Linked DNA regions of Gossypium hirsutum: region 2 is linked to region 1. Evidence: chromatin contacts called from public Hi-C data. All regions are on one chromosome and are shown on one strand. The core of a region is the stretch at or near the end of the contact, and the rest is flanking DNA. Distances in the headings are between cores, read along the strand shown. Region 1 holds the start of LOC107897859 (probable cation transporter HKT6). Region 2 holds the start of LOC107897861 (glutaredoxin-C4).

The links. A called contact is a pair of places that touch in the nucleus more often than the background predicts.
Region 2: a Hi-C map of leaf shows a contact between it and region 1, with 2.0 times the contacts expected there. The contact joins the promoter of LOC107897861 here to the promoter of LOC107897859 in region 1. A contact is called at or near these places in 2 of 34 Hi-C or Micro-C datasets (both in leaf).

What each region holds. Positions count from the first base shown.
Region 1 is chrD08:16,267,932-16,274,320 of Gossypium_hirsutum_v2.1, reverse strand. LOC107897859 (probable cation transporter HKT6) reads right to left here and starts at 3,120. Exons shown (of 3, transcript XM_016823441.2): 1 at 1,861-3,120; 2 at 372-611. The coding sequence starts at 3,092.
Region 2 is chrD08:16,466,357-16,472,745 of Gossypium_hirsutum_v2.1, reverse strand. It overlaps LOC107897861 (glutaredoxin-C4), which reads left to right and starts at 2,982. Exons shown (of 4, transcript XM_016823444.2): 1 at 2,982-3,341; 2 at 3,615-3,688; 3 at 4,421-4,519; 4 at 4,634-4,956. The coding sequence starts at 3,196. The coding sequence ends at 4,710. It overlaps LOC107895881 (inorganic phosphate transporter 1-4-like), which reads right to left and starts at 2,616. Exons shown (of 1, transcript XM_016821095.2): 1 at 2,083-2,616. The coding sequence starts at 2,460. The coding sequence ends at 2,083.

The DNA of each region.
Region 1 (6,389 bases), core at 1,871-4,370:
TGAGTTTTTCGGAGAATGGACATGTTACCACATATCAAAGTTGAAAAAAAAATAAAGGCTTGGGTGTTGGATTTTTTTATATATAAATGATAGATGTATGAAATTAAAGGTTTATGACTTACGTAAAAACCGAGAAGAGAAAGAACAAGAGTATTGTAAACGGAAGGCAGCGAGGAGGGAGGAACTGTCTGAATATCAGTAACAGATTGGAGAAGAATATGTTGGTAACATGGAAAAGGAATTAGAAGAGGTATAGAAAACCTATCTTGGTTACTGTAACTTCAATTATAATATCTGCAACTCTTCTTCTATTCTCTATCTTTTATTTTAAAAAATGGTATAGAAAACCTAAATTAGAAGAGGCGATTTACCTTACGACTTCTATGGTGATGTTTAACACATTGAAGTTGAGGGGATCTTCCTTCAATTTTTGTCTTTCGGAGATGCAAATTAGGATGATGAAGATGGCCAAATATGAGAGTTGAGAGAACAAAACAAACTCCAAAATGCTCTTCCCTGCTGATTCATTTTGACTTCCTTTCACTTTCTCTTTCTCTATTTCCTTTTTCTGATATTTTATTGGTATAAAGGAAGTATAAGGAGGGAGATACCTGAAAAATAAAGAATGAAATATATATATCCCCTAAATCAAATTACATTTATTCATATATGTTATATTAGTAAAAATTAATACAAAAATCGAACATAAAATCATAATCATATGTTCAATTATGTAACTTGAATTATTTTTACTTTTACAATGATGACGTATGTGTAACAAAGTTAATCGTATATGATAGAATATACGGCGGAAATGTGAGGCTGAAGATATTGAACAGCTAAATACACAAAAGAAAAACGTCTATATACAGAATTTGTGGGGTCAGAATATTCAAAACCCACTTCAAAAGTTAAACGAGACAAGTGCTAAACCCCATTCGTTTTCACTATATTATCAACCAAAATGGATGAAATGACATCAAACCCCAAATGGATGAAATGACATCAAACCCCAAAACATGTACGCATATCTAAAAAAATTTATATCCATTTAAAATATAAATTCAACTATTTTTTCTATAAATAATATAACTATTTGTATATTTAATAAGTAAATTAAAATAGGGTGGAAATTTCTAAATTGATTTACCATTAATAATATTGGCAGATTTAATTTCAATCTCATGAATTTTAAAAATACCACCGAAGATATCAGTATCTAACTATTTATTGTTTAACACAATAAATTAAAGAATAATTTTTTTCAAAAGTATATAAAAAAAATCTTCTATTTATTTTTACCAAATCATAAGATCTGTCATCTTCCCTTTTTAATTTTTTTTTTGGCTTTTTTAAGTATCAATCGGATCGAACCTATTAATTAATCTTTCACATTTTTAGATCCTTAGTAAATGTTTATCACGGATTTTAAAGTTGTTTCATAGTCACCGTGAATATTGAATCCACATATTAAAATACCCTTTTTAATTTTAAATTAAAAAAATTAGGAAAAATTCTGAAATAAGAAATATGAGTAGGCATTAATTCCTTTCAACAAAATGGGAGAATTATGGGAGTAGGTAAAAGTAGTCAGAAGGTAATAATATACATAGTCCCTAAAAACAATGATCAAAAGGAATATATATGTTCTCTAGATATGGAGAATATGAAAATGAGGTTGTTGTGGAGTAAGGGTGCATAGTGTATGTGGTTAGCTAGCGAATTGTCACGGAATTTTGTTGAAGAATATACACCAAGTAATTAAAAAAAAAGAAAAGAAAACAAGAGAGAGATGGTGGCATCTTGTCAATTCGACAAATATGAGACAAAAATGGACTAGAGAGAGAGAGAGAGACTCACATCATAACAACAAAGAGCACCAAGATCGCTGAGGAGATGGTGGAAAGATCAACTACCGATTCACCAGCATACCTTGAGTTAACCACCTGAAACAGCGAGCCCACAACTTTCTGATATGAACTAAAACCATCCATGGTTTCTGAATTCCATTCCATTGAGCAGAAAAGAATAAACTGAACTAATGTCAACCCAAAAACAGTGGCAGCAAGAAAAGAAGAATGAAGGCCTGACAGTAAATGACTATAACCCATCTCCTTCCAGTTCTTCAGGATGTAACTGAACTCCACCTTTTTTGTCATTTTGTCCAAAACCCATATCAAGGCTCGTAGGCAAGCTGGATAAAGAGTGTTGCCAATAAGAATTTGTGGAATTAGCAGCAACAGAAGACCCGAATTCTTCTTGAAGACTATCATGTTTTCATTTGTTGGAACGAACCCGCAGTTTGCTAACGTAGAAACGACAGTGAAGAAAGAAAATGTTCGTATATCAATACCTTTGGTTTTGAGTATTTTTCTTGCGCTTGGAACCAGGCTTACATACATAGAAACTAGACTAGAGCCAACTGCGTGGACTACTAAAAGATACCCTAACACCAGATACCCCAAATACCCAGTGGCCTTATACTTGAGACTCTTACTATCGGAAGTCAAGTTTTTGTTACTTTCTAAGTCAGTGATAGGTTTCTCATTCGCTAAGGCTGAACAAGTAATCCTACCCAACTCCACTTCCTGGGAAATGTTTTTTGAGGTCAAGCTGCAGTCTGATTGGAGGCCCCTATTGCTAATAGAATTTACAATGTCCCCATCGAAACTTGGACGTTTTTCAAACCTGAACCTCCCCAACAGAAGTCCAAGCATGGAAGTGAAGACCTCCCCACCTACCAGCATCAGAATAGTTATAATAATAAGTTGGGTATTGGAAAAAACTTCCATTTCTACAGTCGACATGCTTGAAACCGTTGTTGCTGACACAGAAGTGAAGAACACGTCTATGTTGTTAGGACTAACTGAGCCGGATTTTGGATTTGACATTTTCAATGCCCCGAAGCCAACCAAAGACACGACTATGAAATAAGCAAGCTGAACCCAGAAAGGGTTCACTCTAAAGACCAAGAAACGGAAACAAGTGGATATCAAACCACGATAGGATTGGTTGAAGCATGATAGTTTGGAGCGTGAATTGCTACTAAAATGCTCCAATTTTCTACCGAAACAGATAATAGTGTTACTCATCTTTATTACAAAGAAAGCTGTATGATAACATATTGACCTTTGAGTAGTAGGGGTTTATATACAGAGGGGGAGAGAGGAGCTCTTGTCCAACTTAGTGGGATTTCCTAAAAAATAAAAAATAAAAAAACCTTGGTGGTACTCTCAAAGAGAAATAAATAAAAAAACTTAGTGGGATTTCCCTGCACATGTGACAAATCAACTTAACTATATATAATTGGTTAAATGTTTTAAATAATCCCTGTAAGTTCTTTCAGATTCATTCACTATAGTCTGAACAATTTTAATCCTTGTATTAATTGAAAATCCTTTAAGAACTTTCACCGTTTGTATCGTTAAACAATATGACATGGCATTATTTGTAATTAAGTGGCTTTAGAGTGTCATGTACTCTGTACAGGTCGGTATTTATGATTGCCACGTAGTATTATCACCCAAAACAGGGAAGAAAATGAAGAAAAGAGGGTTATATTATATGAAATGAAAAGAATGTTTCGTCCATGCTTCCTTGATTTCAGCGAATATTCCCCTAAACCCATACTTCGGCTTTTCTTCAATTCCTTTTTGTGTTGAAATTTTCTTCTTTCATTGCTATGATAATTTCCTATCCTTTAGATGTTTTGGGTCAGCTTCAAGCAACGAACCTCCAACACAATTTCATTTTCTTTTCTTTACTGTTTCCCTGCCCAGAAGTATTAGGATGAGGGTTTTCATTTTTTTTTTATTTTTGGTTGAAATACGTTGCAATAATACATGCTTAGGTGTACAAGCCATGTCAAACACCTTAAATCCTCTATTTAAAAATAGTGCCATGTTAGGTTATTTAACGTCTTTAGTTTAGGATTGAAATTTTGATTGTTGAATAGCAGAGGGACTAAATATGTTGAAATTATAGTAAAGTGATCAAATTCACAAGAAATATAATAGTATAGGGACTGCTTACAGAATTTAACCTTTTTCTTTCGGTGACCTTAATGAAATTCAAATGCTTTTAATTTGGTTTTATTATTCTAATAATATGGCCAGCATTTTATGCAGGAGCAACGGTTATAATAAATTATATTATCTACACTAACGAGTAGAATATAACCATTTGATTAAAAATCAATTTAATAAATATTACCTCCAATTTCATAAGCATTGATGTATGTCTTTTTTTTTAAATAATAATAATAAAAGCCAACCGTATAATATCACTTTTTATTTATTATTCTGACTAGGGGCACTGCGCCATGGAACTAGAGGCTGCCCCAAAAAACTAAATACTAAATTCACTCCATATGGTATTTAAAAATGTTGTTTTATTTTTATTAAAAATTCATGTATATATTTTTAATTTAAAAACATGTTGGATGAGTAAAGATATTTGTTTTCTATAATTTACAATATATATAAAAGTACGAGTTTAAAAAAAAATTTGAATCGATAAGAATATCTTTAATTTTATTTTAATTACTAATATGACACTAAATACATAAGTTTTATTAATAATAGAGATTTTATTCATTTTAACTATACAATTAATAAATAAGAACAAATATGAATTTATTGTGAGCAGAGAAAAAAAAACATCCCCTCACTCTACCCTAAACTCTCTATGTGGCTATCGCCCTCCCTCCCTAACTTTATGGAACGATTGGGAGGACTAGCCACTAAGAACTAACAACAGCAGTAATGTTCGGGTGTTATAGCCAATAGCCCCCTCACTCGTGTGAACACTAGCATGTTCACATTAGAGCTGATTTTCATAGTTGGAACCAGTCCTGATATCTCAAATTCAAACGTGGCTAGGGTTACGAAAAGGTTAGAAAAAGAACAAAATTTCCATCTTGTTCAGATGATCCCACAGTGGATGGAGACGGTAGGAAGGTGCCGGAGGGTTCCTTGCCAAAGGCGAGTTATAAGCACACTATAATGGGTTCAGGTTCAAACAAGCCTTTGCGGATGGCTGATGATTTTGGAATTTAGGAAGGAGATGTGTGGACAGAACTGGTAGACGGGATCCCTTCGGTTCCATTTTTTGACAGGGTTAAGGATTTTATTGAGAGAAAAATGGAAAAAATAATTATTATTAAGCTTTTGGGTAGGAAAATTGCCTTCAATGCACTGCTAAATAGGATCACAATACTGTAGAAAACAAACAGTCCATTCCAATTAATGGATTTGGAAAATGATTATTATCTGGTTCGATTTAGTGAAGAGGATGACTATAATAAGGTGCTAACAAATGGACCTTGGGTGATATTTGGTCAGTATCTGACGATTCGTCCTTGGACACCAGATTTTTCGACGACTCAGGATGAGGTGGGAATCCAAGTGGTATGGGTCTGGTTGTCGGGACTTTCTAAAAGTTACTATTCACCTTGTATTCTCAAAGCTATTGGACAAGCGGTTAGTTCGAGGGTTATGATTGATGAAAATACTGATAGTGTGAAATAGGGAAGGTTCGTTAGAATAGCCATTTGTGTTGATCTAAGAAAGCCATTGATCTCTAAAGTTAGGATTAATGGTCATCTTCAGAGGGTTGAATACGAGTCATTACCCCATGTCTGTTTCAAATCTTGCTCTATGGACATGGGTCTGATTTATGCCAGAAAGGTTGTGCCTATTTTCCAATGGAAGATGATCCCGTCAATATGGCAATGCCGGAAAAACTTGGTTGTCAAGATCTAAATCGGCGAGTTGAAGAGGAGGACTACGGACTGTGGATGTTAGTTGAATGTCGGAAATGGTGCACTGGCAGAAGCTTGGGGGTTAAGGTAAATGACATTCAAGGTAGAAAAAATGGTGGATCCAGATTTGAGGCTCTGGATGGGAATTAAGGCAGATCTGAGGAGGTTGGTTTAAACATGGAAAGTGAACCCGCCATTGGTAAAGAAATATCTAACGGTAAAGAATTCTCTAATGGTACTGATAAGGGGAAAACCCCAAAAATAAGTCCTACTTAGTTACGAAACGGGTTAAAACCTAAAGGTAAGGGAGTTTTAATTGGTTCTGTAACAACTCGTTTTTCAGTGGTATCAGAAACAGTAGTTTTGGGGCCCCTAAATCTGACGAGTAAGTTTGTAAATATTATTATTTAATATTTACAAGTCAAATGTGATTTTAAAAAGGTTTTTGATATGATAATTTATGCTATTTGAATGATTAATTAAGTTCAAGTGGTAAGACCCTAAGGTCAAGTGGTTTTAGAAAATGAGGTATCGGGACCTCATTTCTATAAATTGAGCCATAAACATTTTTATAAAAATTTAAAGAGTGTAATTAAGATGATATTGAAGTTTGGTTGAAAAATTTTAA
Region 2 (6,389 bases), core at 1,733-4,232, 200 kb before region 1:
GCTATAAAGAAGGTGGAAGGTGACGTGAAAGAGAAGGGATGAAGATAATGGAGAAGATTTTTCTACATCTTTCTATATTAAAAATCTATTTAATTTAATATTTTAAATTATTAATAATATCTAATTAAAAAAAATCTAAACATCATCATACACTGGTCCACATTCAATTTCAATCTCATCCAAAATTTATTGTAGTTCTTGGTTAAATTAGACTTCTAATCCTTCCTCTTTTTCCATCAATCTAATGCAATTATTCTATTTTTTTTTAAAAAATTATACTTTTACCCCAACACTTTTCATATTATTGCGATTTAGTCAATACCTCAATTTAATTTTTTTCTCAATTCAAAAGTCTTTTTAATTTCCTACATGATCCAACTACCTTTGCTACTCATACTCATAATTCCCATTTTACTTACTTAGAAAATTCTAACACATGCAAGTTCCAAAATGGCACTACTCTCATCTTAAGGGGTGTTACGGATATTACATCCACGATCTTAGCTCAAATCCATGTAAATGTGTAATTTTTTAAAAAATTTTAAAATTTTTTCTTATATTTATATTATGAAATAATAGGTACCAAATCTTTTCATATTTTTATTTTTGAAAACAAATTTTCATTTTCATTTAAAAAACATGTTTTTTAAGAAAGAAAATTTAAAGAATTAAAATTATTTTCTAAAAATGAAAAAGAAAATAAGAAACTATTTTCCTAAACCAAATGGAGGTGTGTTTGGTCTTAGAAAATATGGGTTATTTTTGTGTTATTTTTTTGGAAAATAGATTTTTCTTTAAATGTTAGGGTTGAAAATTTTGAAAAATATTATGAAAAAAGTGTTTCATTATTTCCGCTAAAACTATTTTGAAAAATTAGAAAAATACATACTTTTTTAATTTGGATTTAATCGATGAATTGATCCTAATTTTAATCTATAAAGCCAATAACTTTTCTTAACGAATTAGTGACCATGGTTTGAGTTCGCAATAACCTTTTTTTTTATTTTTTAGACATAATAAATATTTGTTTTTATTAAAATAAAAATATTTCATTTTCTATGATCACTTATGTTTATTTAAATTAGTTTTATTTTATTATATTAATAACATTTTTATTTATTAACAACCTTTTAATATCAAATCATTTATCATGACTTGAGTCTATATACATTTAGGGACTTCTTTTATTAAAATAAAAATATTTTTACTTCAAATTTTTATTAAAAAAATTCTCATTACAATATATTTTTTAAATTTGTATCACTTATGTTTGTTTAAATTAACTTTATTTTATTATATAATTAACATTGTTTGTTTGTCTTTTAATTTAATTACTATTTAGTAATTGTATTTCATATTTTTATTTAAAAGAATATGTATCAAATATAATTTTATTTTCATTTAAAAATATATGTTTTCGATTTATAGAAATTAAATAATGAAATTTATTAAGAATAAAAATAAAAAGTATTTTTCATTATTTTCAGTTATTAAATAAAATAGTTAATAAGAATAAATAATACTAGATTTTCCCCACGGGGTGAAAAGAAAATTATATTTATAAAATATTTAACAGTCTTTGAATTAACATTTTTTTAATAATTGAAGATATAAAGTATTTCATGAATAATTCTTCCTAAAGCTCAAATTCAATCCTTAATTTATCATTTGTTTTATTAATATTTATTAAAATTAGTTTATAAATAGTTTTAATAAGTATTTCAAAAAATAATAATTTTAATGAGTGATTAAAAATTGAAATTTAGTTATTTAATTGATGATAAGTTGATTCATAATACCAGTTGATACATTATCTAATGAGTAAAATAAAATAGTATCGTTTCTATTTTGGTTAGTTTAAATTTTTTTATTAATTTAGTCACTGTTATTAAAAAAAATTTGTTCAAAATAATCACTCAATCGTTTTTTTCATATGATTGAAGATGCCACATCATCAGTTTTTCCACCTATTTCCACGTAATTAAAGGGTTAGAAATTTAAATAAATTTAAAACATGTTTTTGATTTAATTAGTTTATTTAGGAAACATAAAAGGAATTGCATTATTTCCCTGAAATCTCTACTAAAGATTAGATGATGACGACGACGACGATGGCCTTCCTTCTCCCTCTCCTCGATTATTTTCGTTCTCACCTGACATCTTTTCTAAAGATTTCCCTTTCGATTCAGGAACCAAGAAAGTGAAGAAGCCTAGTGCATTGATTACACCTAATACAATAAGTGAATTCTTGACTCCAATACCTGCAGGGTACCCTGCATCTGCCATGGCCTTATCCTTATTCTGCGCCAAATACAAGAACCCAAATGCACCAAGCTTTCCTGCGGCTGCTGTTATACCATGGCAAGTGGACCTCAACCTTGCAGGGAAAATCTCATCCGGTACCACAAATGTTGTGGCGTTGGGTCCGAAATTCGAGAAGAAGAAGGTTAATGAGTACATCACAACGAAACCGATTCGGCTGTCCTTATGAGTCTAGTGGTTGTAAGGGAAGGCCAGTGCAAGCATGAACATAGTCATGAACAAGAAGCCCATCAATTGGATGGCAAAACTTCCCATAATATGTAATATCAGTGAACCAGTAGCCTAGAATGGTGCTGCAAAGAGCAATCAGTGTTTGTGCCCTTGCAATTTTGTGAATTTCTTAGAACCAGCAGAAATAACTTCAAACCACGAAGTCGTTAATGCTGTTGGGCACCCACAATGACATGCTGGGATGGGATTTCATTCATGCACCTTCTCCTCTGGTCTAGGTTCTACGAGATTAAGAAACTCAAATTTGCAGAAAGAGTTGAACAAATTTATTTGGAAACAAACCTTTTATGTTTCTTAAATAACCTAAATAAATGAATAAAAAGTTTTAAATTTATTTAAATTCCTAACCTTTAATTACGTGGAAAAATTGATGATGTGGCATGCCCGGTCATCTTTTCGTTAGGACTAGACTGTTGAGAGACTATTTTGGGTAATTTTCCTCGGGACTAAATTGACAAAAACAAAATTGAAGTGATCAAATTCAGAACTACACTATTTCAGGGTTACTAATGAGCTAGTTTACCCATTATTTCAGTATAGAAATAGGGTGTGAGACGGCGAATGGGAGTTTAAGATCTATTTTGTTGAGGCATAACGCTAACAATTGCTGTTGAGAACAAACAAACGCAGAGTTGGGCTTCAATGGCGGTGAAATTCTTGATAGCGTTAATCTTAGTAATTGCAGCATCTCTTTGCTGGGTATCGTCGGCTGATTCGTCTGAAGCTGCTTTCGTCAAAAAGACCATCTCTGCCCACAAGATCGTCATCTTCTCAAAGTCCTATTGCCCGTACGATTTCTTCACATCAATTATGCTTTTTTAAATCAACCAAAGTGACAACAAATCAATTAATATGCTTTGTTTTTCTTCCCGATCTATACTGTTCTGATTTTTCTCTTAACTTTTTTTCTCATTGGTTTTTATTAATACTCATATTCGATACAATTTTCCTCTTTTCAAGTAATAATACACTGTTCATTGTTGTACTGAACAATTCCTATATATTTTGGTGACCGAGTTTGAAGTTTGGGCTAACAATTATTCTCCTTTGGTACTGTGCAGGTACTGTAGGAAGGCAAAATCTGTGTTCAAGGAGTTGAAAGAAGTTCCATTCGTTGTGGAGCTTGATGAGCGAGGTCTGTTGACAAATAAATTCCTATTTTTATATGCAGGCCAAATTACTGTTTAGCTACAAAGTTTGTTTTGGTTGTAAGATAAAAATAAAGTTGAAAATTGGTATAATAGCAAAGCCTTGTTTAAAATATATTAGCAGCTCCATATTGACTTATGGAATATCACTCCTTGGTTTTGAACTTATGGAACATCAGTCCTTAGTTTTGAACTTGAAATACTTTGTTAGCTTCATCTGAGATTTACAGTATCAGCTCCGTATTTACATATGGAGCATTATTTCTCGGTTTTGAACTTGAAATACTTGAAGTTAAAATTGTTTACGAGCTTCAACTGAAATTTACAGTAGCTGCTCCATATTGACATATGGAACATCATTCCTCGGTTTTGAACTTGAAATACTTGAAGTTAAAAATAGTTTACTAGCTTCTACTGAAATTTACAGTAGCAGCTCCACATTGACATATAGAACATCATTCCTCGGTTTTGAATTTTGAAATACTTGAAGTTAAAATAGTTTACTAGCTTCACAGAAATTTACAGTAGCAGCTCCATATTGACATATGGAGTATCAGTCCTCGGTTTTGAACTTGAAATACTTGAAGTTAAAATAGTTTGCTAGCTTCAACTGAAATTTATAGTAGCACCTCCATATTGGTATATGGAACATCATTCCTCGGTTTGGAACTTGAAATACTTGGAAGTTAAAATAGTTTCTTTTCTTTTTTATTTGACAGATGATGGATGGAATATTCAGGATGCCTTGAGTGAGATTGTTGGTAGGCGTACTGTACCACAGGTTTTCATTAATGGAAAACACATCGGAGGCTCAGACGGTAATTTCTTCTTTTCTTTACCTGCAAAATTAATCTTTCTATCTTCATGCAATTGAAATATGTTTGGAAGATAGTATCTGTAGAGGAATTACAAATTCCATTCCTAATTTCCAGATACTGTTGAAGCATATCAGAGTGGAAAATTGGCTAAGCTGTTGGGTATTGAGGTAGAGAACAAGGATGATCTCTGAGTCCATAAACAAAATTGAATGTTTGTTGCCAGAGTAAATTTTGATTTTATTGCTTTTAAGGTACTTCTTTATTGTACTTCAACTTTGAACTGTGAACCTTATGTTCCATAAAGCAACTTTCCGATGTCCTAAAAGCTTTCATACTTGAAATTCTGATGTTCCTGGTGATGCTTAAGAATTAGGTAAGAAAACTTTAAGACAGAACTTTTACTATTGTAATTGGGATTCTTACTTTTTCTTTCTTCACTGAGTACATGTGTTCATTAAAAAATATGATAGGAACTGTTTAAAAATTTTAGAAGTTGGATATATGACCATTTTGCAGGGTATCACTGGGTATCAATCCAATTAGATTGATCTTTAAGACATATAACAACACTAACCAGAGCTGGTCTTGGGGTTTTGAGATGATCTGCTGGGTTTTCTGTAGTGGGGAAACATGACAGGTTTCTTGTATTGGATTAATAGTGTTCTAAATACTTTTTCTATGAGCTTGAGTTGGATACAAAGATCAATGGCCCGGTTCATCAGAAATCGCTAGGTTCAACTTTATATATTTTATTGAATATTAAGAAATCGTAAAGAATCAGGAAAAACCGGAAATTGGAACTGGAAAAAATAAGGTAGAAAACCAATAAGACCAGGTTCATTTCAAACTTGCAGCTTATTTTTTACACTTAAACTTCGCAATTAGGTCTACTTTGTTACTTTTATTTTTTTTTTTTTGTCTACTTTAGTTTTTGAACTTGGCAACTAGATCTATTTTAGTCCTTGAACTTGGATTCTGTCAATATTTGATCATGTGGCCGTTGTTACTAGAATACGATCGGATCAAGACAAGTCGAGAACTGATCGATATAACAATCCTAACAAAGGGGATTGAACTAATTGACTTAGAAACTACTAAAAATTGGTAAAACTAAAAAGTTGAGACAAAAATTGAAAGTTGAACATGTTGAACTAAATAATTTTTTTTGTTTTAAATTATTTTAGATTTTTATGATTTTTAATTATTTATTCAATTATTGTTGATCCACAGTTGAACTAGTTGAATTGGAAGCTATGGTCTGACCTATTCAACCACCGATCTGATTATTAAAATACTAAATGTGACACTCTAATATTGTATCACATCATTTCTTGAAAATTTATATCATAAAAATTTATATAATTTTTAATTTTTAAGTAATGATGTGGCACAATATTAAAATGTCGCATTTATATTTTTCAAGGAAGTTCTGTTTTACTTATTCTAAGTTGAACAAGAAGTCAATGTTTTACTGATATTGTATCGATTTGGAAGTCTTGTTTTACTTTTAGCTTTAGTAGTAAACTGGAAAAAATAAATTTTAGCTTTCATTTTGGTTGATACCAATCGTATGGGTGTGTTTTAATTTGTTTCAGTCTGTTCTAGTCCGTATCAATTCGTGCTGATTAGTGCAATATTTAATACTTTTAATATTTTATCTTAATTGTTTTTATTTTTTATAGTTATGTCTAAAAATAAAATATAATCATAAGCAATAATTTTAAAATTAATATATTTATATGTATGTAATTGGCATGTATTTGTATATGAAAAATATTTGAATAATAATAATAGATCTAAAATGATACCAAAACAAAAAAACATTACGTTAACTAGTACAATATTGATTATCTTGTTTTTACGAAATAAG